Regions from separate parts of the Sus scrofa genome. Here regions 1, 2 and 4 are each linked to region 3. A link is a contact called in public HiChIP or PLAC-seq and promoter capture Hi-C data. All regions are on one chromosome and are shown on one strand. Each heading gives the region's core, a stretch centred on a gene start, on an enhancer-like site or on the middle of the called end of the contact. The rest is flanking DNA. Distances are from core to core; before and after follow the strand shown. Region 1 holds the start of SH3BP5 (SH3 domain-binding protein 5). Region 2 holds the start of METTL6 (methyltransferase like 6). Region 3 holds the start of CAPN7 (calpain 7). Region 4 overlaps METTL6 (methyltransferase like 6).

What was found. Promoter capture Hi-C pulls out the DNA fragments that hold promoters and counts their contacts. HiChIP or PLAC-seq counts read pairs in DNA pulled down with a chosen protein or histone mark.
Region 1: an H3K27ac HiChIP or PLAC-seq map of alveolar macrophages shows a contact between it and region 3. The contact joins the promoter of SH3BP5 here to the promoter of CAPN7 in region 3. A contact is called at or near these places in 1 of 5 promoter capture datasets (liver), 3 of 47 Hi-C or Micro-C datasets (embryonic fibroblasts and skeletal muscle) and 2 of 2 datasets of contacts at active chromatin or transcription factors (alveolar macrophages and skeletal muscle).
Region 2: a promoter capture Hi-C map of fetal liver shows a contact between it and region 3, with 4 times the contacts expected there. The contact joins the promoter of METTL6 here to the promoter of CAPN7 in region 3. A contact is called at or near these places in 3 of 5 promoter capture datasets (fetal liver, fetal skeletal muscle and liver), 8 of 47 Hi-C or Micro-C datasets (blood, brain, fetal heart ventricle and 4 more) and 2 of 2 datasets of contacts at active chromatin or transcription factors (alveolar macrophages and skeletal muscle).
Region 4: a contact with region 3 is called in an H3K27ac HiChIP or PLAC-seq map of alveolar macrophages. The contact joins the enhancer-like site here to the promoter of CAPN7 in region 3. A contact is called at or near these places in 3 of 5 promoter capture datasets (fetal skeletal muscle, liver and skeletal muscle), 26 of 47 Hi-C or Micro-C datasets (alveolar macrophages, blood, brain and 15 more) and 2 of 2 datasets of contacts at active chromatin or transcription factors (alveolar macrophages and skeletal muscle).

The regions. Positions count from the first base shown.
Region 1 is chr13:2,583,801-2,590,259 of Sscrofa11.1, forward strand. SH3BP5 (SH3 domain-binding protein 5) reads right to left here and starts at 1,801. Exons shown (of 9, transcript XM_003132063.5): 1 at 1,508-1,801. The coding sequence starts at 1,648.
Region 2 is chr13:2,650,292-2,657,009 of Sscrofa11.1, forward strand. It overlaps METTL6 (methyltransferase like 6), which reads right to left and starts at 4,538. Exons shown (of 5, transcript NM_001206446.1): 1 at 3,324-4,538; 2 at 2,230-2,364. The coding sequence starts at 3,548. It overlaps EAF1 (ELL associated factor 1), which reads left to right and starts at 4,538. Exons shown (of 6, transcript NM_001206456.1): 1 at 4,538-4,907. The coding sequence starts at 4,538.
Region 3 is chr13:2,448,774-2,454,975 of Sscrofa11.1, forward strand. It overlaps CAPN7 (calpain 7), which reads left to right and starts at 3,612. Exons shown (of 21, transcript NM_001097443.1): 1 at 3,612-3,717. The coding sequence starts at 3,616.
Region 4 is chr13:2,632,399-2,639,193 of Sscrofa11.1, forward strand. METTL6 (methyltransferase like 6) reads right to left here. Exons shown (of 5, transcript NM_001206446.1): 5 at 6,574-6,795. The coding sequence ends at 6,746. Among named protein-coding and RNA genes, the nearest start is that of EAF1, 19 kb to the right of the region's middle. Within about 2 kb of position 3,238, at least 14 of the 83 cell types and tissues checked have an H3K27ac peak or open chromatin away from gene starts, as enhancers often do. A contact at or near this core is called in alveolar macrophages, omental adipose tissue, retroperitoneal adipose tissue and 1 more, where this site is marked.

The sequences.
Region 1 (6,459 bases), core at 551-3,050, 130 kb after region 3:
AGTTGAGCCTTGGCTAAAGAACAAATGAAATGTCAGCATTTCTGAAACCTTTATCTGGGTGGTAGCCCTTCTGAAAATGACTAAGGTCCGAGGAATTTTCTTTTCTTAGAAGGTCAAATATTTTATTCCAGGTATGTGCCTTCAGGTAAACTCACCTGTTACAATGATTTAAGGGCTGAATCCAAACAATAACCCTCTGCTTTAGAGCAAAAACTTGCAGGAAAAAGAAAAAAAAAAAAAAAAAACCCAAACCAGTAAGAGCAAGCAAACAAAACCATGCCAAAAGTAAAAACCCAGTGAAATGATTTATATCAAGGCAGAATTCTGGCACTTACTCATCCATGGTTGAGTATTTTTCTTTAGAGACGAAAATCTTTTCAAACTGCCAATTATTCAACCTTCCTAGCTGTTTACAAAACAAACTAAAACTAACATAAACATTGATCTTTAAATAACATTTACAAACTGACATTTTGTTTAAAAAAAAAAAAAGTGCCCAGTATGAAGTTAACTCATTTTACTCTGCAAACAAAGGATCTTGTCAACAGAATTCCCCTACCCAGAAAACAAAATTTAGTAGTTCAAACTGATTTTATTTAGAATTCCTAATGTAAAGATTTTTCCACCTGATCTTTGTCTTGCTAACCTGCCGTAACAATTCATTTAAACGCCAACAGCTGAGTTAAATGAGCTTTTAATTGATCTGCGCACTGAAAAACCAATTAGGTCTTCAGAAATCGCATCGCGTGCTGCAAAACAATATTTATTTTAAAAAATGATTTATGGAAAGAGTCTTGGAACGGAATATGCTGTGCTTTTTCCCCAGAGGGTGAAGAGGTTAAGCTGTCGCTGCTAGATCTCGGCTTGGAAACTGTCTTTTAATCATCTCCCAGAGAAATGGAGGCAAGGAAGCCAGGCCAATCCCCTCGCCTTCTCGCCACGTTAGCTTTGCGCTGTTAGCCCCCAATTTCTGTTCACTGCCGACCTCAAAAGGAGGAAACGCTGGGTTTTAAACCATTTGAGGCCAAGCGGAGGGCTGAGCCGTGGTGACAATAAACCCTTCGTCCTGCTAACAACGAATCAAAGCAAGAGGGAGAAGGCTCAGGCAGGCTCAGGCCGGGCACCTCCGCCAGGTGAGTGCTCCGAACCCCAAGCATGAGAGGCCACCCTGCTGCAGGGGCGGCGACGCCCACCGCCCCCGGCCCGCGCCCACGCGGCCCTCGGGCTCCGGGAGCCCGGCGTGGCGCCCCCGCCCCCTTTTCTCTTTGTTGCACACCCTCCCGAGCCGCCGGACACGCTGCGGCGACCCCACGGATCCTGCGGGGTAATCCCCGCGATAGAGTCAGGCCGCGTCCACGCGGGCACCGCAGCCTCCCAGGAACCGGGTGAAGCCGGGTACTCTGACTGTCTCCTCCAGCCCCGGACCTACGCGGCCACCTCTCCCGGGTGCAAGCACCGGGGACCGCGAGGCGGGCTCAGTGCCATTGCCGGGATCCACGCGCCCTACCTGTATCCGGGGGTCCACTTCTTCCTCCTCCTCCAGCCCTGGCTCCATCCCCTCCTCCTCCTCCTCCTCCTCCGAGTCCCGGGCTGGCGGCGGGAGCTCGGCCGCCTCCTCCGGCCGGCTCCGCTTCGGCGCCGCGTCCATGCGGGTGGCCGGAGAGCGAAGCGAACGGCGGACTTCGGAGCGCAGGAGTGGCGTTCGCAGGCTGGGCCGGGGCCGTCTGGCCACCGCCCGGTGCGCTCTGGAAGCGCCGCTTGCTGCCGCGGGTCCCCGGCCCCGAGCAGGAGGAAGTGGGCGCGGCCGCCCCCTGTCCGCCGCGGCAGTAAGCGCAGCGCCGCCCGCTCCGCCCCAGGCCGGCCCGCCCGCCCTGCGCGGCCCCAGCTATGGCCCCGGCACCCGGGCTCCGTCACAAAACCTCACTCCCGGAAAACCTTAGGGTCGTGAAATGGAGGAGCCCTCACCCCTTTTAACTTAGCAGCCCGGAGAGATCACAAGCTCCCCAACGTCAGCCGCCTGGTGACAAGAGTGCTTTTCTCCCTCCCTCCTCTGCCCAGGCAAACTAACTGCTTGGAAGGGAAGTTAGGGGTATTGCCACTGTCTGAAGTCACCTTTAGAAGCTGGTATTCAGTGACCCGGGACCAGTTTCAAGACTCACTCAAACTCCTGTATACACTGGAAGCGCTTTGCCCCCGTGGGTGACCTTGGGAATTGAATCCACCTGAAGATTTCCCCAGAACAGGGAACTACAACATATACTCACATAAACACAAAAGGATAAAGAGAGGAGCCAGCTGCAGCTCCATGCGTGGATTCTTGGTCCAAAGGCTGTGGCCCCCACTGGGCCAAGCTACGTGCTTTTCGATGGGTTAGGTGATCCTCCCTGAATAGCCAGGACGCATGGAAAATCCACAGATCAGTGGGTGGGTACAGCCTTCTCAAGAAGATGTGAGTGTGTGGAGTTCCCATTGTGGCTCAGTGGGTTAAGGACCTGACAGTGTCACTGTGAGGAGATAGTTTCAATCCCTGGCCTCGATCAATGAGTATGGTTCCAGCCTTGCTGCAGGCAACCATAGGTTGCAGATGCATCTCGGCTCCCACCTTGCCTGTGGCTGGTGGTGTTAGGGACCTAGCTGCAGTGCTGATTCAACCCCTAGCCCAGGAACTTCCATATACTCCAGGGGTAGCGGGAAAAAGAAAAAGAAAAAAAGATGTGAGTGTAACCCCTGTTAATGGACACACTCTGTCCAAGGATTTATGAGCTAGTAAGTTTTCCTGCCCACCCAAACAGGTAGGGAGCCAGAACTTACTTGCCTGGCAAACTCAACATCACAAAAAGCCAAAGAATAAGGGTATATCTGTGCTTTTATGAAATGTCAGATCCACTGTGATGTCAGGGGAGCAGAAAGTCAGATGACTTTAGTGAAGCAGGCAAGGACATTGCCACTGGCCATTGCTAATGTCTCCTTCACTACAAAATTGCAGGGTGTACACACTTCCTACATGGAGGCTCGTGGCCCATGGGCTCTGTGAGTTTGAAGGGAAGACTTGCTTGAGAAAGGAGCTTCTTTCTGAGAGCCTGTCATTAAAGCCAAGCTTGGAAAAACCTGCTTATAATGGTTTTCTGAAAGGCTTAGTTGGAGGGGGGTGTTTACTCTTTGGGCAGGCTTCCACCCTACACACTCAGACACTGTGGTCCACTGTCAAAGAACCTTTGTTGTCTCCTGGAAGTAGAGCCTTGGGTTTGTTTCTAAACAGGTCACACCTGTTCATTGTTCTTTAAATCAAGGAAGCGTCAGCAATTCTTTGAGAGATGTTCTCAAGCTCCTTGCTAAACACATGGTTGCATTTCGTTTTCCAGTGGTAGGTGAAGTCAGGATCAAGACGGCCATTAAGAGTAACTGTTGTGGCTCAGCGGGTTACAAACCCAACTAGTATCCATGAGGATACGGGTTTGATCCCTGGCCTCACTCAGTGGGTTAAGGATCTAGCATTGCCATGAGCTGTGGTGTAGTTCGCAGACGCAGCTTGGATCCAGCATTGCTGTGGCTGTGGTATAGGTCAGCAGGTGCAGCTCTGATTTTTCCTGTAGTCTGGAAACTTCCGTATGCCTCAGATGTGGCCCTAAAAAACAAAACAACAACAACAACAACAAAAGAGTCACTTTAGGACACAAGAGCCACCAGTGTTTCCTTGGTGGCTCAGGATTGAGCCTATAACTGAGCAGTTTCATCCTGATTGTGAACAAACTGAGACAGAGGTTGAAAACAAGGAAAGTGAGGTCAGCCCTGGTTCTAAATGCTTCTCAACTCAAACAACAGCCTCCAAAATACATTTCTATTTAAGCTTGGATCTAAGAGCAATAGGGTGGCTCAAAATGCCTCTATGGGACATAGGGAAACTGCTCTAGAACCTCAGTTTAGACTTTGGTTGTGGATGTTGTTGTTGCTCTTTTAGAAGACCTGGACCAGCCATAGCATGAATCCCAAATAGTGTTCTGAAGCTAAAATAAGGAAAATAAACCACTGCGGTACGATGTATTTCATTACATACATATGCACATCGCTGTATAGGAAAAAGGTTTAAAAGGAAGGATTCATACCCAACAAAGGATGGCTAGCCCTGGAAAAGGGAGGGAGGGGCCAAGATTGGCTAGGATTGGGGGGTGGTCAAAGGGAACTTTTAATCGCTCGATATTTTCTTTTCTTTTCTTTTTCTTTTTTTTTGTCTTTTTAGGACCTCACCTGCAGCATATAGAAATTCCCAGGCTAGGGGTTGAATTGGAGCTGCAGCAGCTGGCCTACACCACAGCCACAGCAATACCAGATCCAAGCCAAATCTGTGACCTATGCCACAGCTTGTGGCAATGCCAGATCCTTAACCCATTGAGCGAAGCCAGGGGTCAAACCTGCATCCTCATGGGTACTAGTCAGGTTCTTAACCTACTGAGCCACAATGGGAACACCTCAATCATGTTTTCATTTTTTACAAAGAGGGTAGGTATATTTATGATTATTTGTATATTTCTAAAATAAATTTAAAACAATGCATAATGTATTCATTTTCTACTGCTGTGTCACAAACTACCACAAATTTAGTGGCTTAAAACAACACTCATTTATTGCCTCATAGTTCTGTAGGCCTGACGTTCGGACCTGGTGTGACTCTCTTCTCTGCTCAAGGTCTCCCAGACTGATTGCAGACATCAACCAGCCTATATTCCTTTCTGAAGGCTCTGAGGAGAAAATCGTTCCAAGCTCATTCAGGTTCTTGGCTGAATTCACTTCCTTGTGGTTGTAGGACTGAAGTCTTCATTTCCTTGCTAACTACCAGCCAAGGACCAACCTCAGCTGCTGGAAACTGCCTGCATTCCTGACCACTTGGCCCCTCCAACTTCAAAGCCAGCAGTAGAGATTTCCTGTGTGTCGAGTCCCTCTGATACTTCAATCTCCTCTTCAGGAAGACCCCAGTCCCTTTGAAGGATTTGCTTGATTAGGTGGGGTCCACCCAGAATAGTCTCCCATTTTTCAAGGAGAGGGTTTTGCCATATTTACCACCTAGTCACTGCCGTGACTGACCTGTCATATTCACAGGTTCCCAGCATTGTACGGGAATACGTACAGTAGGGGGCAGGAAATGGGGTAATCCTAAACTTCCGCCTACCTCACATGCTAATAATGCAAGCCATGTAAGTGGCTTGTAACCCAAGCAAATGCTTAATATTTATTTTCGCCACCATACTGTTCTGGATGCGTGGCTCTAAAAGTATGGGCTACAGACCCCTGGAGGTCTCTAAGACCTTTCAGGATGCCCGTGAGGTCAAAACTACTTTCAGACTAAGACAGGATTTGCTTTTCCACACTCATTCTCTTACAAGTGTTCATCCTAGTTTCCCAGAAACTATGTAACATACCACAACGGATTTAATGCAGATGCTGTGAGAACCCAGCTGTCCCCTATTGCAGCACATTAAAGAGATGTGCAAAAATGTAAAGCAATTCCTTTATAACTATCTGTTTTGGAAACTTTTTTTTCCGCCCCCTTGGCATGAAGACGTTCCCAGGCCAGGCATCGAACCTGAGCCACAGCAGTGAAAACATCAGCTCCTTAACCCACTGAGCCACAAGAAAACTCTGGAAACTCTTTTACTCTTCATTTTAGAAACTAAAGTAAATTATGAAATTATGATATTTAACATGTAATAAATGTATTGTTATTTTTAGCTGAATTAATTTTAAAGGTTTTAAAAATTGTTTTTTTTTCCCCTACTTTTTAGGGCCCCCCCATGGCATATGGAGGCTCCCAGGCTAGGGATCGAATCAGAGCTACAGCTGCCAGCCTACACCACAGCCACAGCAATGCCAGATCCAAGCCATGTCTGCGACCTACTCCACAGCTCGTGGCAACTCCAGATCCTTACCCCACTGAGCGAGGCCAGGGATTGAACCTACGACGTCATGGTTCCTAGTCAGATTTGTTTCTGATGTGCCACAAGAGGAACTCCCTCCTTTTTTTTTTTTTTTTTTTTAATTGTTTTAATTTCTACACAGTAACTACCAGTAGATACAATCACATAAACTACAGCTCTTTGAGATCTTCAGTGGCTTAAAAAACTAAAGGAGGAGTTCCCGTCGTGGCACAATGGTTAACGGATCCAACTAAGAACCATGAGGTTGCGAGTTCGATCCCTGGCCTTGCCCAGTGGGTTAACGATCCGGTGTGGCCGTGAGCTGTGGTGTAGGTTGCAGACGCGGCTCGGATCCCACGTTACTGTGGCTCTGGTGTAGACCGGTGGCTACAACTCCGATTAGACCCCTAGCCTGGGAACCTCCATATGCCGCGGGAGCAGCCCAAGAATTGGCAAAAAAACCAAAAACAAAACTAAAGAATCACTGGCACTAAATACTTTGAGAACCACTGATCTATAGGAAATGGATCCCCTAGTTTGAGTTATCCCT
Region 2 (6,718 bases), core at 3,288-5,787, 200 kb after region 3:
TGACATGACCATTTCAATTGTCATTACACCATAAAACAATGCTAAATAAACTGGAAGAAACATTTGCAACAAATATAACAGAATATCCAGAATATATCCTAAAAATAAGAAAGAAAATGAAAGAAAAATGAGCAAAGGTATGAACAGACGATTCATACTATAAGAACCATGTGGGTGGGGTTTTCATTTGTTTTATTTACTGCTTAATCCCAGTGACTGGCACATGAGATTCTTAATAAATATATGCGGAATAAAGGAACTCACAAAAGAAAAACTAATGCTTATCTGTACAGCACAAAGTCTTAAATCTCACTGGTTATAAGGAGTAAACAATTTAAAATGTGGACACATTACTTTTTTGCCCATAAGACTGGGAGATATAAAGAAGACCAATGGCAAACGTTGAAAGCATAGAGGAAAACATTTTTTATCCTGTTGGAGAAATTATAAATTGGTATAATTTTATGGATGGAAACTTGGTATTATCTATTTAAATTTTAACATGTATGCTTTCTCCATGGAGTTCCATTTCTTCTACTGTTCACCACAGAGACAAGTACACATGTGTTTTGGGGCATGTGCTTAATTCTGATTATATTAACCCTACTTATAAAAACAAAAAATTAGAAACAATTTAAACAATTATCAACAAGACAATAAATAAAGTATGGTATATGCATTCTACGGAAGAATAAAATGTGGTGATCTATATGCACTAGGATGAAAAACTTGGCAGGGCATTATGTAGACTGAAGAAAGCAAGTTACAGGACAATGTGATTCCACTATTTAAAAGGACTAATGGATGCTAAAACTAGGAAAGGTTTTGTTTGTCTGTTTGTTTTTTAGGGCTATGCCCATGGCATATGGAAGTTCCCAGGCTAGGGGTCAACTTGGCAATGCCAGAACCTGCATCCTCATGGATGCTAGTCAGATTCGTTCCCACTGAGCCATGATGGAAACTCCCTAAAACTACGAAAGGTTGATGGAAAACTAGATATCTGCATGTTGCCAAAGTATTCCCCACAGTACTTGTTAATGACAGAAAGAAAGTATCTGTGAACAGAGGAACTAGGTAGTTACCACCATAACCCCAGTGACCAAAACTAGCATTTTTTACAGTGAGATTACATTATTGCTTCCTGACAGGATGCAATATAAAAGATACAACATCACCTATTACAGTGTTTTTGCCAAAATATTTTACCAGATTTAAATCTACCTTCTAGTTTATAGGAAATACAGGGGATAAAGGAACAAATTAAACAATGATAAAAAGAAACAGACCAATTTGGCATGCGGGACTTCATTACAGATGACTTGCTCTTCAAAAATGCAATGTCAGAGGGGAAAAGGTCAAGGGGAAGTGTAGGAATGTTTCAGGCTAAGGAGATTTAAGGTACCTAATAAAGTGTCAGATGTAGTCCTTAATTAATACAGCTATAAAAGACATCTGGGACTACTGGGGAAAATCTGAATCTGGACTGAGTTTTGTTTTTGCGTTTATTTTGCTTTTTAGGACGCATATGGTGCAGCATATGGAAGATCCCAGGCTAGGGTTGAATCTGAGCTGCAGCTGCCAGCCTACGCCAGAGCCACAGCAATGCCAGACCCGAGCTGCATCCGAGACCTCCACCACAGCTCAAGGCAACACCGGATACTTAACCCACCGAGCAGAGTCAGAGATTGAACTCCGGATACTTAACCCACCGAGCAGAATCAGAGATCGAACTCACATCCTCGTGGATACTGGTTTGGTTTGTTACCACTGAGCCACAAGGGGAACTCCCTGGACTGGGTTTTAATGACGTCAGGGAATTAATAATTTTCATCAGCTGTGATAGTATGTTGTAGTCACGTAAAAAAAAGTCCTAATTTTTTGGGATGATGTAGGCCAACTTATTTAGAACTAAAGTGTGTCCATATTTGTAACTTTTAAAAAGTCTGGAAAAAAAAGTCTATAGTGCAAATGTAGCAAAATATCAACAATTATTAAACCTGGCTATAAGTATATGGACGTTGTTTTGGTATTTCTTTAGTATACTCTTCTGAATAATGCTGTGTTTCTACATGTATTATATATGCATGTAAACCGGAAAACTATATTCACAGGGATCAGAGGTGATTAACTACGGGGAGAGGACTGGAACTGGGCAAACGGGTGTAGAAGGCAGGTCCAACAAGTCTAAGAAAACAGAAATATAACAGAATACATAGATGCTGCACCAACCTTGACATATTCAACTGCTCTTGGAGAAAAATCACAGGCATAGGCAAAGATATTCGGATCTTCTTCTAAAAGTGGGAACAAACAGTTGCCAACCCCACAGCCAGCTTCAAGCATAGTCAATTTTTGATCTTCAAACTGAGGAAAGAGAATCCAGATTTACAGTACACTACACCTGCACACTGAAGAAACAAACTAAAAGGTCTAAAACACAGACAAAGTTTCCGTCGTCGTGGAGTCGTGATAAGTGAAAGCTAATACCGATACCTCATTTGTTGTCCAATATTGGGCAGTTTGGTATGGAGAAGACACATTATATTAGTAACAGAACATGCTCTGAAATTAAACCACCCACACTCAGATCTGGCCTCCTCCCCTTGCCTGGTGTTCTACTGCTGGACAAATCACTTAAATAGCTCTGTGCCTCAAAATCATCAGCAAGAGGGGATAATACTAATAAAAACTTCACAGTGTTATCACCAGCTTTCAATTACAGAACACAGGTAAAGTTCTAGAAAAGGGCTGTGGCAAAATGTTCATCATCATTATTATTTTGAAGCTATCATTGAAACCATTTGGTATGAATTTAATATTTACCACTTTGGGATTAACTTTAAAGAAACAGAAAATGCCCACTAAAGCCCAGGAACTGCTAAAACTCCTTGAGATAAAAAGTGTATTTCTTTTTCTTTTTTGTCTTTTTGCCATTTCTTGGGCTGCTCCTGAGGCATATGGAGGTTCCCAGGCTAGGGGTCGAATCGGAGCTGTAGCCACCGGCCTACGCCAGAGCCACAGCAATGTGGGATCCGAGCCGCGTCTGCGACCTACACCACAGCTCACGGCAACGCCGGATCGTTAACCCACTGAGCAAGGGCAGGTATCGAACCCGCAACCTCATGGTTTCTCATGGATTCGTTAACCACTGCGCCACGACGGGAACTCCAACAGTGTATTTCTAAGGTACAAAAACTTATGAAGCGTTTTGACAGGCTTCATATATTCTCTACCTCACACTGCCCGTGAGAATGCAATAAAACACCCCTCTTCCACACATTCTTAATGAAAGACAGTTCAAATAAGGCGTAATATTAGTTTACCTCTCTACAAGATCTGAGCTCCTCAAACTCTCTGGTGGTCCAGTGTCTATCTTTGAAGAAATTAGTGCTATTTCTTTTGTAAAAAAGGTCCCAGTTTTTCTGAGCCTCTTTTTCCAGTTTTTGCTGTTTAAAATCAGACACTAAAGCCTGGTCTCTTTTCAGTTTTTCCTCTTCTTCAGAGCTGAGAACCCTTGCCTGCAGCCCTTTCCTTTGCAAAGAAGCCATCTCCTAAGTTGATGGTAATATATTTAACACTGCTGGATATTCTCCCTTCGCGAATAACCCGAGAAATTCAAGCAGATACTACACAGGCAGAGTTTTCTCAGATGCGGCCCCTCTCTTTGGGTTCAGGCCTCAGGCAACGTCGGGTGTTTTGCAGGAAAAAAGAATGAGATTCTGGTTGGGGGTTCTGGAACAGTTTTAAAGATGCTGAGTTAGTGGTTCTAACACAGTTTTTTCACCAAACAGTTCAATTCACCAAATGTTTACTAGTGGCCGACCCTACACAAAACCCTGCCCCGCTATAAGAAAAGAGGTCATAAAGAAGACCCAGACACTGCCCTTGCCTACAGAGGGCTGACATTCAGCTGCCAGGGCGCTCTCACGCATAGAACTCTAATTCAAACCTGAATAAGTCAACTATTATAATAAATCGCTTTAGTTTAGAACAGAGTCACTCCCAAGAACTAAGAAACCTTTGGGGGAAGATACTCGTCAATGTTCGGTGCCCGTGAAAGGGGCGACTTAACAGCTGCCGGTACTGGAGAAGGGTGGTCAATTCACAGACAGAAGCAGTGTCACCGTTTCCAAGGAACACGGAGCTAAGCCTGGGAGGCCTCAGTCGCAGAGTTTCACGAAGCAGAGGGGCGTCGCTTTCCAGGAACTGAGGCCCTCGCGCAGTCGTCCGCGCAAAGGGAAGGAAGAGACCCAGGGACGCGTGGTGTGGGGTTCCAGGACACCGGGGATAACCTGGCCGCCCGGCCACGAGCACCTGTGAGCGCTTGTGAGGAGCCCTGTTCACCGAGACCGCCGCGCGCCAGCGCCCAGTCTTCAGTTCCTAGGTTCCCCTGGAGGGTGGCGCCGGGCGCGCTAAGCCCTCACCCAGGCCCAACCGCGTGAGTAGAATTTGGGAGCCACCGCGGTAAAACCCAGCGGCTGGACAAACCAGTCTGCAGCACCTCGCATTGGGCTTCTCCCAGCGGAGTCTTTTTGCCATGGCACCGCCCCCGCCACTTCCGCTTCGAGACCGGAAGTCCCTCCCCGGCGCCGGAAGTTCCGCGGCCCCGCTTCCTCACAGTTGTCCCCCGCCCCGACGCGCACGCCAGGACTTATTTCCAGCCGCAGGTGGGCACCGGCTCGGTTCTCCGCTCGCCCCGGGGTGCTGTCCCGGGAGCGCTGCTCCCTCGAACTCAGGCGCCGGCAGCTCCGGCCGCGGGCGCGCCAGGAGGGCGCCGGGGCGGGCGCGCGGCCCGTGCGGGGCCATGAACGGGACGGCCAACCCTCTGCTGGACCGCGAGGAGCACCGCCTGCGGCTTGGGGAGAGCTTCGAGAATCGGCCGCGGGCCTCCTTCCACACCATCCGCTGTGAGTCCGCATCCCGCAGCCGCCACAGGCCGACCTCGATCCCGTAGCCCGGGGAGCCTGCCAGCATCAGTTCCCTTCCTATCTCCCCGGATCCGCAGGGACATTTTGCTTTTTCCCGGTTCACTCTTCCCAAACAAGACTTTTCGTCCCTCCCTCCTGTTCCTCTGCCTCGTGGTCCCAAACACGTCTTCCAAAGACCATTGGCCCCCTTTCCTGCCAGGTCCAGCCCTCCCGCGTGCCGAACCTACCCCTCTTGCTGCCTAAAGGTTGCCGAGTCCACATCAGGGTTCAGCTCGTTTCCCTAGGCCCCCCACTCCACCACGACCCACTAGGGGATCTCCACGATTCAAAGATTTTTCCCGTTTGCTTGGGAGCTGCCTCCACTCTCTCCTATTCCATTTTCTTCTGTTGTCCTCACTTTTCTCGTATGTTTTGGTTCTGGCCGCCCTAACGCCGCGCTTCATCCCCACTGCAAACATCAGAAACCGCATTCCCCTCTGCGCCGCATCAGTCTTCCTCCTCCATCTCTTCGTGCCAGCTTTTCGTCTGCCTTTGAGGTTACCTGGACTACCCCGACTTTTCCTCGGGACCATGTCCCTTGTGGGTGAGGAATAAAATTGGAATTTGTGAGCCAAGAATAAGTTACAGCTTGGTCTATGTTTGGAAGCAGAAGCAGCAGACATAAGGAATGTGAAAATAGTCATTATGCTGGGTCTCCTTTTTCTCCTTGATTACAGACTCTGTTGAGGGAGGGCCCTTCTACTCTGTGTCCTGAGTAAAGACTTGGCTGACTGAGCATCTCTCTGATTCACAAACTCCTGGCTTCCCATCCTGGTAGCCCTAATGCTGGTTAAGACTTGTTTTTCTGAGAGGAACTCTCAGAGGTGACTCAACACCTTGGAAGAGGGTGTGTTAGATAATGATGTTCTGTCTTCATGTGGTCACTTGCACCGTCATTCCTCTTCTTCCTACTGACAGCAGATCAGCCCTTTCTGAGGGAGGATATTGAGGATGTGAGGGAGCGTCATTTCCTGAGGAGGTTATTTGTTGGTAGCGTGAAGGAAAGTGAGGAGCTTAAGAAAGATACTTCAAAGAGGCACCTGGCCTGCAGGTTGAGGCAAATGTGTGTTAAAAGTAAGAGTGCTGTTCAGGTTGTGCTTTAACTGCAATCCAGAGACACAGGCAGGATTAACCTTTGGAAATACAGTTCAGCGGTCATCCCCAAACATCTATAGGCGTGTCCTTATTAAAGCTATGGAACTTGAGTGTGGCAGATCCTAATGTTGACAGTTCCTATGCAAAATGAAATCAGCGCATATGATGCTGTAGCTTTTCATTTTTCACATTGGGTTTTACAATCACAGGATTTAAAAACTGTGCTCTGTTGCTTTTGATCCTTGTAATTACCCTAGTAAAACATTCATTATGAATAAGGCATTAATTTTCATCTGTCACTTGAGAGAGGGGAATATCTTTGCTTAATAAAATAGTATATACATTCTAGCTTTTTTTTTTCTTCAAAATAATCCAGTGGAGATGGGAGGAAAAGTATGTGGAGGTATAGCTGCAACAAGATTATCTTGGAGCTGGTAATTATTGAAGCTGGGTGGTGGTACACAGGAGCTCGTTGTATTGTTCTCTCTGCTTTTGTGTATGAGAAGTTTTCCACAATGAAATACTTTTTTAGAAACTCCTAACTGGTTTGTATTTTCCATTTATCTGAGTCATAAAAAATTTCAATTCTTAAGTGAAAATGCCCCAGAAGCCTTTGCTTAGTATTAGTAACCTGGTAGATAAATGTTTTTTTCCCT
Region 3 (6,202 bases), core at 2,362-4,861:
ACTACTACTACCGTTACAATACTATTAGCAGTACATTTGCTACTGCTACCATTACTATTATGGCCACCTTAACTACTACCGTTACAATTGCTGCTGCTACTACTAATACCACAATTACTACTGCTACCAATACCATTACTATTACTGCTATCATTACTATTACTACTAATAATAAACACTGCTACTACTGTCACTGCTATCATTACTATTACTACTATTACCACTATTACTACTATTACCACTATTACTATTACTATTACTACTACTCTGTTTCTACCTACTGTGGCCCAGAGCAGTGCTATTTCCATAAGCCTCTGCAAGTCCAGATTTCACAAGGATGCTTTGCTGCTTCTGCCTGTGAAGCCATATGTAGGAAGGAAGCCAGGGATTCACAACAGCCTGGGATTCCTGAGCAGGATGTGACCAGTTTTCTCAAGCTCACCTCTCTCTCAGGGTGTCTTCTAGCTCTCTGGGGTGTGGAGCTCTCATGCTGTAGGATGAGGGAATTTTATTTTTTTTATTTTTATTTATTTATTTATTTATTTTAGGATGAGGGAATTTTAATCAAGACACTCTGAGTGCTTAACATGGGACAAATTCTGCCAGGGTAAATGTCACAGACCTGGCGGACCAGGTAGAGGCTATATATCCCGGTAAACATTCTCTGCAGGTAGCTGTCATGAAGCTCCACCACCTCACTTTCAGGTTTTTCTGGATAATCTATGATTGCCAGATATAAAGTCAATATATACATATTAACACTATTTCTATACACTAACACAAACAAGAGGAAATTGAAACTAAATAACACCATTTATTTTATTTTGTTCTATTTCATTTATTCATTTATTTATTTAGTCTTTTGTCCTTTTAGGGCCACACCCACGGCATATGGAGGTTCCCAGGCTAGGGGTCTAATCAGAGCTGTAGCTGCTGGCCTATGCCAGAGCCACAGCAATGCCAGATCCAAACCAAGTCTTCAACCTATACCACAGTTCATAGCCATGCCGGATCCTTAACCCACTGAGCAAGGCCAGGGATGGAACCCACAACCTCATGGTTTCTAGTTGGATTCGTTTCCGCTGCACCACGAAGGGAACTCCAAATAAGTAACACCATTTAAAATAGCATCAGAAGTAAGAAATGCTTATAAATCTGTCAAAAGATGGATGTGTAAGACCTGTGCCCTATAAAACCTTGCTGAGAGCAATAAGAGAAGCCCTCAATACATGACAAGGTTTACCATGTTCATGGAAGTCTCAGTGTTTTTAAAGACTGTAGTTAACTTTGAAGCTTTAACTTGCTTTTCCCAGACTTATCTCACTCTCTTTCATTTATCTTTGTATCTTCAATGTTTTGCTCTGTGCCTGGCACCAAGTAGGCATTCAGTGATCAGCAAATAAGTGAACAAGGAATAAGGGAATAAATGAGAAGGTATAGGGAGGGATCACAAATCCAGGGAGAGCTAGAAAAACCCCCTTCAAGAGGAGATAGGAATTCTACAAGCTGAGACGAAAGGGGGAACAGTAGACACAGAAGCCCTCTTCTGAGTGAGCAAAACTGCATTCGTCTGCTGTAGCTTGGGGATCAGTTCCTGCAAATATCTTGGGAACACACCCTGAGCTCCAGTTCTAAGGAAACTTCTATTCTGTGTTAAGGAATTTTTACTTCATTCTTTAGAATCAAGATAGGGGAGGGTGTATTGAGTATATTTAGCAGGGGAGTGACTCACTCAACATTTTGAAATATTTATTCAACACCTGCTCTGGACCAAAGCTTGGGCTTAATTCTGGGTTTAAACTGATAGAGACAGAAACCATCCCTGCTTCAGTTATTAAACTGTAGCAGCTAATAATGGGAAGCAGGCAGAGTCAAATTCTCCATCTGTGCGCTTTACAACCATCCAATGAGATAGTTATTAACTTCACCAAATGTGAAGGAACAGTTATGGAAATTGCGTCCCATTTAAATGCAAGCCAACTGACTAAAAAATTTTTATTGAGGTATAATGAAGGAAAATTAGAAGTATGCGTTTAAAATGTACGGTGTAATAATAGGTCTTAACAAATGCATGTGTTTTTGGCATCACCTTCAAGACACAATACATTTCCATCGCCTCCAAAGAAATAAGAAATGCTTATAAATCTGTCAAAAGATTCTCTTATCCGTTACCAAACATTGATGTGATTTTGTCACTGGATGAGTCCCCTGAGAGTGGGCTCTTGTTCAACACTAATAAATCAATTGTCCGAGGAGACGCATGACTGACAAAGCAAAAGACTGTTGAAAAGGGGCACTTCAGCAGAGAGCAGCAGGTAACAGAAACCAGGAGAACTACTCTGCCTTGTGGCACACACTCTCCGGTTTTTGTGGTAGCAGGCGGGGGCATCAGATTTCCAGATTGTCTTTGGCCAGTCACCTTGCTCCTGCCTTCCTTTGTTCTGATCAAAGCCCTTCCTGATGGCTTATGCATCTCTTAGTCAAGGTAGTTTCCAGCATGAGTGTTTCCAGGAGGTTAGCAAGACATATAAACTGGAGTCTCCTGCCCTTCTTGGCCCCTCCTGAGCTTCCTCCAGGTTGGTTTTAGGCCCTTCACTGGTTTTGTGTTCTTTTGAAGCATCCTGATGTGGGAGACTTAAGCAAAGGTGTTACATCCTGTGTGGGAGACTTGAGCCGAGGTGCTACTACGGTGCTAGCCAGGGCAGGCGGTTTGGGTCCATGGTTCCCTAACAGCTTCACACGTTATTGATTAGATTCATCTTTTCTGGTGTTTCTTATAAACATAGTCACAGTTGTACTCTCTCATCTTAACATACAGTGAATTTCGAGTTTTGTCAATATTGTGGTGTCTCTCACTAGTTTATTTTTATTATTGCTGAATACAGAGTTTTAAAGAGAAAGACCATTAGCCAAGTAATCACCTAATTGAGTATTACAACAGCATTGTTAACCTAAGGATAAGTACACATTGTTATTACACAATTCAATCAGTACTATAACCTCGGAAAGTTATACAGGGTTAAAATTGAATTTGCGGCTATAAACTTATTAAAGAGTATCGCATAAGAATCCTATGTCCTTACTGTATTTCCCTAATTTTTAAAAAAGCAGCCCAGAAGATGGGAAGAGCTCTCCGGCACCGGGGGGGGGGGGGGGGGGGGTGGGGAGGCGGGAGTGGGTAGAGCCCCGTAAGGCGCATGCGCCCCTCCTCCCTAATCTGGCCAGCAACAGCCTCGCAGGGCACTACCACCTGCGTGTAGAGGGCGGAGGCAGCGTCCGCTCGGACGTGGCACCGGTTGCGTCGGTCCAATCCTGGGCGCAGTGGCGGTCACGTGCACTCGGCCCCGCGGAGGCCGGGCCCCGCCCACCGCCCCCGGCGCCCTGGCTTCACGGACTCGCCTTACCCGGCCGGCCGCGCTTGCGCAGTGCGACCGGTGGGCGGGGCGGGGAATGCGGCGGCCGTGGAGTCAGGCTGCCCGCCGGCTGGGAGCCGGGTCTGTGCTGAGGGGCCGGCCGCTGTCCTTCCTCAGCCGCCGGAAGTGAGCTCCAGCATTTCTGCGCGGCCCGGGCCTCGCCTGGGCAGCAGGCGGCGGAGGACCTCGCCGCGGGGCCGCCATGGACGCGGCGGCGCTGGAACGGGATGCTGTGCAGTTCGCGCGGCTGGCGGTGCAGCGCGACCACGAAGGCCGCTACTCAGAGGCGGTGTTTTACTACAAGGTGGGCTGGGGGCGGGCCCAGGTGCTGCCTGATGGGCTTCGCATCGCATCGCCGCTCCCGCTGTCCTTCGGGGGTGGGGGACGGTGGCCCCGCTGAGAGGCCAGGCCTGTCCCCGCCCCCGCCCCGGAGTCCTCCTCTTGGGCTTGGTAGCCTCTCCAGGGTCGGGTCCGTCCTGAAGGCGAGGCTGAGCTGTCAGCTCACTGGGTCTCACTGTCTTGGATGTACTCGGAGACAGTGCGTGCTCAGACGGACTCAGAAAGTCAATTAAAAAGAATAAAGCATCGGATATCCTAGCGTTTGACCTGTATCTTTGTTTTTCTACGCCTATGTGTCTACACACCTTTAAAAAAACCCCAAATCGTACTGTTTATACTGTTTTAATCTTTTCATTGAAACTTTTAAAAAGTTATGAATTTTTTTAAGATTCATAATATTACCTTGTTAGTGGATGCATTCTGTAGCTGTGTCTTGGTGTATTTACAAACTCTTCCGGTCATTTTATGTTCATTTATGAACATTTATATTTTGATCTTCAGCGTCATAATATCCTTATACTCATGCTTTACATGTTTCTTTGATATTTCATTTGGATAATTATTGGGGCCAGAATTATTAAAGACTAGGCGCTTCACAGTCCACTCTTTGCTCCCTAATCCTGAGGATTTGCAAACACAACTGTCTCGCTGCCGTCTTGCCCTGCGCCTCCCTGCTGAGGTAGCTGTATCTTCTTGATATTACTACCTTTTCTTTTAGAAGCAATGTCGACTGATTATACAGTAGTAGTAAATTTTTCCTATAAACGTATATGCTGTCATTAACGTGTGGTTTTTTTTCAGGTTAATATTTAATTGCCTTTATAATCTATATTTAGAGACTTGATGTGTTTTAGAATCATTCCTTTTGGACTTTTTGTTGACAATTTCATTAGAGTGGTATTTAAAAAGTAAAACTCTGTTTTAGTTTTGTGCAATAACTGACCAATGTTTGTAGGTGAAAATAGTGCCATTTGAAATAGCTAAGGCAAAAGAAAATACTGTGCAGTGTGCCTCTTGTTTTGCTGTAAGATTTGCTTGTTACTATGAAGAATTTCTTTTCCTTGAGAGTCAGAAAAGTGGTTGTGCTTGTAGGAGCTGTTTATGTAAACTATCAGATATTTAGTGTTTTCTGTCTTCATACTCTTCTAAAAGGGGTTCTTTAATTGTTAGTCACTTTCAAGTATAAATGAAATGAGTAAAATAAAGTTGATGCCAACAGTTTTAAAAATTGGCTGTAATATTTACATATAAGGTTATATTTTCCTCCCTCCCCTGAGATATCTGAATTACTGAAATCTGAGGAAAACGTATTTTTTCTATCCCCAATTTCAATTTGGACCAAAACTGTACTCTTCTTATTGATTTTGTAGTTTGAAGGAAACAACTCCAGCTCTAATAACTGGATCAGTGGGTGGCTTCTTTGGATCCAGATAATCAGGCATGAGGTTCTTTGAAGTACACATGCTAAGGTTACTGCAGAGAAGGTGGTAGTACCTGGGAAAGTCTCTCTGTGGACTTTCTGTGTGGTAGCATTGGTCACCCTCTCAGAATGCTGATGGTGAGAATGAAGGCATTTCCTCACTAGCCACAGCCTAACTGGCTGAAGAAGTTATGGAATAGTGGCAAGACAAATCCAGATTTTCTTAATTAAAGTGTTTATTTTATACAACTGAAATCTACCATACAGTGTGTCCCCCCTTGACAATATTTTCTGTAGAGGAAAAGATTTTCTTTCCACTGTGAGATAACCTTTAAAATCTTTTTTATTGGAGTTCCTGTTGTGGCGCGGTGGTTAACGAATCCGACTAGGAACCATGAGGTTGCGGGTTCGGTCCCTGCCCTTGCTCAGTGGGTTAACGATCCGGCGTTGCCGTGAGCTGTGGTGTAGGTTGCAGACGCGGCTCAGTTCCTGCGTTGCTGTGGCTCTGGCGTAGGCCGGAGGCTACAGCTCCAATTCAACCCCTAGCCTGGGAACCTCCATATGCCGCAGGAACGGCCCAAGAAATAGCTAAAAAAAAGACAAAAAAAAAAAAAATCTTTTTTATTGATACTTAGTTTTATTGATTATTATCTGTTCTGATGCATTCAAGACTCAGTTCACTTTTTTGGGGTGTATAATTTCGAGTCTGACCTGTTGCATAAATAAAAAAGAAAAGGAGTTCCTGTTAAGAATCTTACTAGTATCCATGAGGATGCAGGTTAGATCCCTGGCCTCACTCAGGGGGTTAAAGGATCCGGCGTTGCCTCGAGTTGTGGTGTAGGTCACAGACATGGCTTGGATCTGGCATTGCTGTGGTTGTGATATAGGCCAGCAGCTCCAGCTCCAGTTAGAACCCTGGCCTGGGAACTTCCGTATGCTGCAGGTGCAGCCCTAAAAAGACAAAAAAAAAAAAAAAAGAGAGAGAGAGAAAAAAACATATAAACCACAGCTATTCTAAGAAAATGTTTAC
Region 4 (6,795 bases), core at 1,988-4,487, 180 kb after region 3:
AGACCAGAAATAAACCCACATGTATATTATCAATTGATTTACAATAGAAGAACCAAGAATATATAGTGGGGAAAAAACAATTTCTTCAATAAATGGTGCTGGGAAAACTACACAGCTATACTCAAAAAAAGATAGAGAGAGAAAATGGACCACTATCTTAATCGTATAAAGAAAATGTGGTGTATACAGCTGACCCTTGAACAACATGAGTTTGAACTGTGTGGGTCCATTTATACATGAATTGTTTTTTGTGGGGTTTGTTTGTTTGTAGGGCTGCACCTGTGGCATATGGAAGTTCCCAGGATAGGGGTCAAATTGGAGTTGTAGCTGCTGCCTACGCCACAGCCACACAGGAGCCGAGCTGCATCTGAGACCTACACCACAGCTCATGGCAGCACTGGATCCTTAACACACTAAGCGAGGCCAGGGATCTAACCCACATCCTCAAGGATGCTAGTTGGGCTCATAACCTGCTGAGCCACAATGGGAACTCCAGAATTTTTTTCAATAGATAACTTCTATAGTTTTACATGATGTGCAGTTGGTTGAATCCATGAATACAACGTGGATTGAACTATAGACATAGAGGGCCAACTCAAAAGTCATACATGGATTTTTGACAGCATGGAAGGTTGGTGCCCATAAACCCAGGGTTATTCAAGGGTTAATAGTATATGCAAGGGAGTATTACTCAGCCAAAAAAATAATGAAATCTTGCCATTTATGACACATGGATGGACCTAGAAAGTATTATTTGAAGTGAAATCATACAAATGCTGTATGATTTTATTTATATATGGAATCTAAAAAAATAAGACAAACATGAAGTTCCTGCTGTGGTACAGTGGGTTAAGAATCCAACTGCAGCAGCTTGACTCACCTCAGAGGTGCAGGTTTGATCCTTGGCCCTTTGCAGTGGATTAAAGGATCTGGAGTCGCCACAGCTGCAGCATAGGTTGCTGCTGCAGCTCAGATTCAATCCCTGGCTATACGCCATGGGAGTGGTCATAAAAAATAAATAAAAAATAAAAAACAAAACAGGAGTTCCCGTGGTGGCTCAGTGGTTGACGAATCCGACTAGGAACCATGAGGTTGCAGGTTCGATCCCTGGCCTTGCTCAGTGGGTTAAGGATCTGCCATGAGCTGTGGTGTAGGTCACAGACGTGGCTCAGAGCCCACGTTGCTGTGACTCTGGTGTACGCTGGTGGCTACAGCTCCAATTTGACCCCCTAGCCTGGGAGCCTCCATATGCCGTGGGAGCGGCCCAAGAAAAGTGGCAAAAAGACAAAATAAATAAATAAATAAATAAAAACCCCCAAACAAACAAACAAAAAACAAAAACAGACTTATAGATACAGAGAACAAACTGATGGTTGCCAGAGGGGAGGGAATGGGGGGTTGGGCAAAATAGGTGAAGGGAATCAGAGATACAAACTTCTAGTTAAAAAAGAAGTTACAGGATGTAATGTACAGCACAGGAAATACAGTTGATAATACTGTAATAATTTCATAGGGTGGTGATAGTTATTGGACTTAGGTGATCAACTTGTATTGCATATAAATGTCAAATCACTATGTCGTCCACCTGAAACTAACAAAATACTGTGTATCAAATATATTTCAGTAAAAAGAAGGGAAAATGGTACAACTACCACGGAAAACAGCATTCGGGTTCCTCAAAAAATTAAAAATAGAACTACCATATGATCCAGCCATCCTATTTCTGAGTATGTAGCCAAAAGAATAGAAGTAGGGTCTCACAAATATTTGCACACACATGTTCATAGCAGCATTATCATAATAGCCAAAGGGCAGAAGCAACCCAAATGTCTACTCACACATGGACAGATAACGTGTAGTATCTATACATAAAATGGAATTTTATTCAGCCTTAAAAAGGAAGGAAATTCAGGAGTTCCCGTCATGGATCAGTGGTTAACGAATCCGACTACGAACGATGAGGTTGTGGGTTCTATCCCTGGCCTTGCTCAGTTGGTTAAGGATCGGGCGTTGCTGTGAGCTGTGGTGTAGGCCTGTGGCTCCAGCTCCAATTAGACCTCTAGCCTGGCAACCTCCATATGCAGTGGGTGTGGCCCTAAAAAGACAAAAAAAAAAAAAAAAAAAGGAAGGAAATTATAACATGGATGAAATCTGAAATAAGCCAGTCACAAAAAAGACAAAAATTGTATAATTCCACTTATCTTAAGTACCTAAAGTATTCAAATTCATGGAAACAGAGAGCAGAATGGTGGTTACCAGAGGTTGGGAAAAGGGAAATGTTATTTAATGGGTAAAGAGTTTCAGTTTTGGAAGATGAAGCTCTGTTTCACAACATGAATAGTTACTTTTGAACTGCACACTTAAAAATAGTTAGGATGGTAACTTTTATGTGTGTGTGTGTTTACCATTTTAAAAAACTTTTTCCTAGATAATATGTTCATTGACTATATTCTATTTCTTTTATGATGCATCTTAGTTGGCTTAACCATTCTTCTACTGGTCATTTAGATAAAGGGTTAGCAAACTTTTTCTTAAAGGACCAGATAGTATTTGGTTTGCTGGCTGTAGTCTCTGCTGTTACAGCAAGAAAAGAGATGTAAACAATATGTACACATGGGTGGCTGTGCTTCAGTACAACTTTATCTACAAAAGTAGGAGAACAGCTGGATTTGATCCATGGGCCAGAGTTTGCTGAGCCCCTGGTTTAGACTGTTTCTAATATTTGGTATTAGAAAAATGCTGCTAATGAACCTTTGTGAAAAAGTCCATATATATAAATATCTACATGTATACGTACATACACACACACACATATTTTCTTTCCTAAGTATGTGTACACACACATACACACACACATGAACACACAGGAAAGAATTCTAAGAATTCCATACCTCTTAAGGAGAAAAATTAGAATCAAAACTGATTTTCTCCTGATGAGAGAAATCTAAACCATACCTCTAAAGGAGCTGAGTGTCAGTTCTCATCTCCACAGCCGTGCCCCAGACAAAAACATATGTGCTTCTACTGTGGACATGTAGAGAGTACTGTGGAAACACTCTCTGCAAATGAAGACAGTTGCCCCACTCAGGTTTCCCATAGCTTTTCTTCTTGTTTCTCTTTCCCCTGCTGAATTGTTTGTATTTGTTTTTCCAGCTGACTTACTTTGGTTTAATGAAGACATGGCCAGGCCTCCTTCTCAGCATACGCCTGCACTGTCCTCCCTTCCAACCCTGAACTCCGGCTACAGCGACCCCTGTGCCCAGTTGGTACCTACTGAACACCAGCTAATAACATGCCACACATCTAAGAAGGGCAGAAAGGAAAAGTGAAAAAAACAGCTAATTTTATTTTTAATGAAATACTTGGTTTCAGTAGTGGAGCCTATGTAAATTTCTGTTAAATATTCCCTCCCCAACTATAGAAAACTCGCTCCTGGAAAATACTCTCTTGGTAGACATGGTTTCTTTCACAATTTTCCCTTCCTTGATCAACAACTGTGAAATAGGGAATAACTGAATAATGTGTGAAGCAAACAAGGGACCACGCTGTGGTCCTCCTCTTGCTTTAACCCCCAGCAACCAGAAAGGCAAGTCCACAGAACCAGTTGGAGGGGTGAAGCCCTGCAGACATCTTTAGAGCCCACTGCCTGAAAACGTTGCCTTCAGAAGGCAAACTATTTGAATGTTGGATAAAAGCATGCTTGCTGTCTTATCCCTGTAGTGAGGCCAAACTCTTATGAGCTAAATTTGACTAGAAAACACATTTGTAAACATTTTCTTTGTTCTTCAAGGACAATGAACCCTCTTTAACTGCAATTAAGGGGTTGGGGGGGGGCGGCACGGTGGAGACCAGTGGGACTAGTTGGCATCTATCGCCACCTTGTGGCAGGACATCCAAATCCCGAGCCTTTCAAAGGCCCTCAGATTGAATAGGGTGGTCTTTCTGAAGAGGAGCATGGGTTAAAAATCACGGGAGAAGTTATTTTCTTGGGGAACACAGGCTGGTAGAAATAACTAGCACCTGAATGTAGCTCTTAAGTAAACAGAGCGCTTGTTTAACCCTGGCATCAGCCCTGTGCTGCAGGTAGCAGGATCTCAGCCCTAGAGATGTGAAGACTGGAGCTCCGAGAAGAAGAATGTTAGCATGGGGCAAGTCCTGGAGTTGAACCCGGATGATCATGTTCCAAATAGCACAACATAATTAGTATTATTGTATGTAGTATACACCAAAAGAAATACATAGTACCATATAGTATCATTGTGCTATACTTTGTGGTATAATATATATTCTATACCATATTTTGGTATATACCATACCACGGAGCACTGCAGTACTTATGCTATTTTCTATAGTACTGTAAACTCTCCATCTTGCTGGGCTGTGCTTTCCTGGATCCCCTGGGCACCCAACGTGCAGAAGACCTGCTCCTCTGTCTTAAGGTACACTGAGGCAGTAGGACTGAAGTCGTTTATTTCATACCCCAATCTACTGGCCCAAACCATGATGGACTATGTCACCTCATTCACTGAACTTCAAGTATATTTTACAACCAATATATTTTAAAGTGAGGTCATTGAGGGGTTACCTGGTTCCATGCCAGAGATGCGCATGTCATTAGGCCAGCTTTAAATATTCGGAGTGAAAACTTGGCAGCCCTTCCTTGATGGGGCAGGAATTGGGGGCTGTCATTGCTCCTGAGGATGGAGACAACTCCAAGCTGTGTCTGGAGGAAACTGTGGGCCTTGTTCACAGGCATCCCCTCAGCCAACCACTGGCAAAGGTAGAGGGGCCGGCCTTTTCTCACGGAAGGGTCCTCGTCAGCCTGTCCAGCTCGCTTTAGAGTCACTCCTGTCTCCAGGACACATGGTCAGCTTGGGTCAGCGACTTCTGGCAGGTACATGTCTCAGGACAGTTATCCCTGTCTTATAAGTAAGGAATCTCAGGTTCAAACAGAGTAAGGGGTGAGGCCACAAATGACTTTTTTTATTTTTACGACTATACCTGTGGCATATGGAAGCTCCCAGGCTAGCGGTCGAATCAGAGCTGCAGCTGCAGGCCTGAACCACAGCCACAGCAACACCAGATCTGAGTTACATCTGTGACCTATGCCACAGCTTGCAGCAGTGCCAGATCCTTAACCCACCGAGGCCAAGACTCAAACCCGCATCCTCACAGATACTATGTTGGGTTCTTAACCCACTGAACCACAACAGAAACTCTTTTTTTAAGGCACAATTGACTTCTGATGACAAACATCCATATTTATACTACTCTGCCACACACTGCCCCCTACTTTCTACTTTAGTCCCTTTTGGGGGATGGGAGGCATGCCCACAGCATGTGGAAGTTCCGGGAATGGGTGAAAGGACTTCTGAGAAGAGGCATTAAAGGAGTGTTCTGGCTGAAGCTGAGGGTAGGACTCACCTACTGGAGGGGGCTTAGAGGAAAGAGTCCTGGACTGGAGATGAGGAGCCTGGTCAAGGCTCTTCCCTAACAAACTGCTCTGGGGCTGGGCTTGCCCCTCCCTCAAGGAGGCCTGTGAGCCCCACCCCCCAGGGCCACCTTCTTTACAGGTTGTTGCAAAGGACAATACTGTACTAGTCCTCATTATTTGCTCTCACCTAGGATAGCCATCTTCCAGCCTTCAAAAGAAGGGGAAACAATACAGAAAACAACAGAGCAGCAAGAAACAGGGGCCCCTCCCAAGCAGTCAGGGAGAGATGGCAGAGTGAGGCCTCCAGTGAACATGCTGAGCCCCACTGCTTGTCCCTCTTCTCCCCGGGAGCTAGGGTGGTCTACTCCAATTGTACAGAACAGCTATGACTCTTATCGAGCCCCCTCCCCACTGAGACTGCTCCCCTTCAGATGGGGTGGGGATCAAAGGGCTCTAGCTGGCCATGTACACAGTCTGGGCAACACACTCAAGACATATAGTCTCATAAACAGCTTCTGCAAAAAGGGAAACGTAAAGGCTTACAGGATCAACTTTTGTTAGCTGGCCAAAAGAACTCTGATTTTATTTTGGAGTCATTACGTGCAAACGCTTGGGAAGCGGGTCAGCAGACCAATCTAAGGATTTTCCCATATGCCCACCTGGATACCAGCCATGGCTGTCTTTCTGGCTGCCACCCCCTCATTTCCCAGTGGGGAGCTGAGACAGGTGATGGCCTCCTGCTCCCTTCCTCGGGGCAGTGTGGCCGGGACTGGCCCAATTATAGAAGGTCTCAAGAATGAGGCAGGAAGCCATGAGGTATCCTTGAGATGTAGCAAAAGCGGCGTTCGTGGACACTGGTCCTGAGAAGGCACATAAATGAACTGAGGCACAGGAAAATGGGCAAATATCAGAGACTAGAAAAAGAAGAAAAGAGAACAAGCCTTCAGACTAAAAATACATAGAGATGTGTTATTTTTGTCTGTGTGGCCTCATTTTTCCACAGGATTGTCTGACATGCTGCCTGGAGGCACATACACCAACTTGCAGGAGTAAAGAAGCTTTCTAAGTGCCGCAGGGCCCTTGCGCTTTCCTTCGTGGAACCTTAAACAACATGGCTAAATCATGCTGTATCATAAAACTTTCCTTCTCAGGCCTTGCAATTTTATTTACATTCCTATAACATAACACAGACTGGATACTTTTCAATATGAATATTACACACACTCATTTTAAAAGGTTAAAATACAAAAATATACAAAAAATAAAACTTTGCTTTTCAAGGGGAGGCACAGATGTCAACCTTGTGAAAGGTCAGGACTCGTGGTCCAGGCCCAGGGTCATGGGAGCTGGGTTCTTGGGAG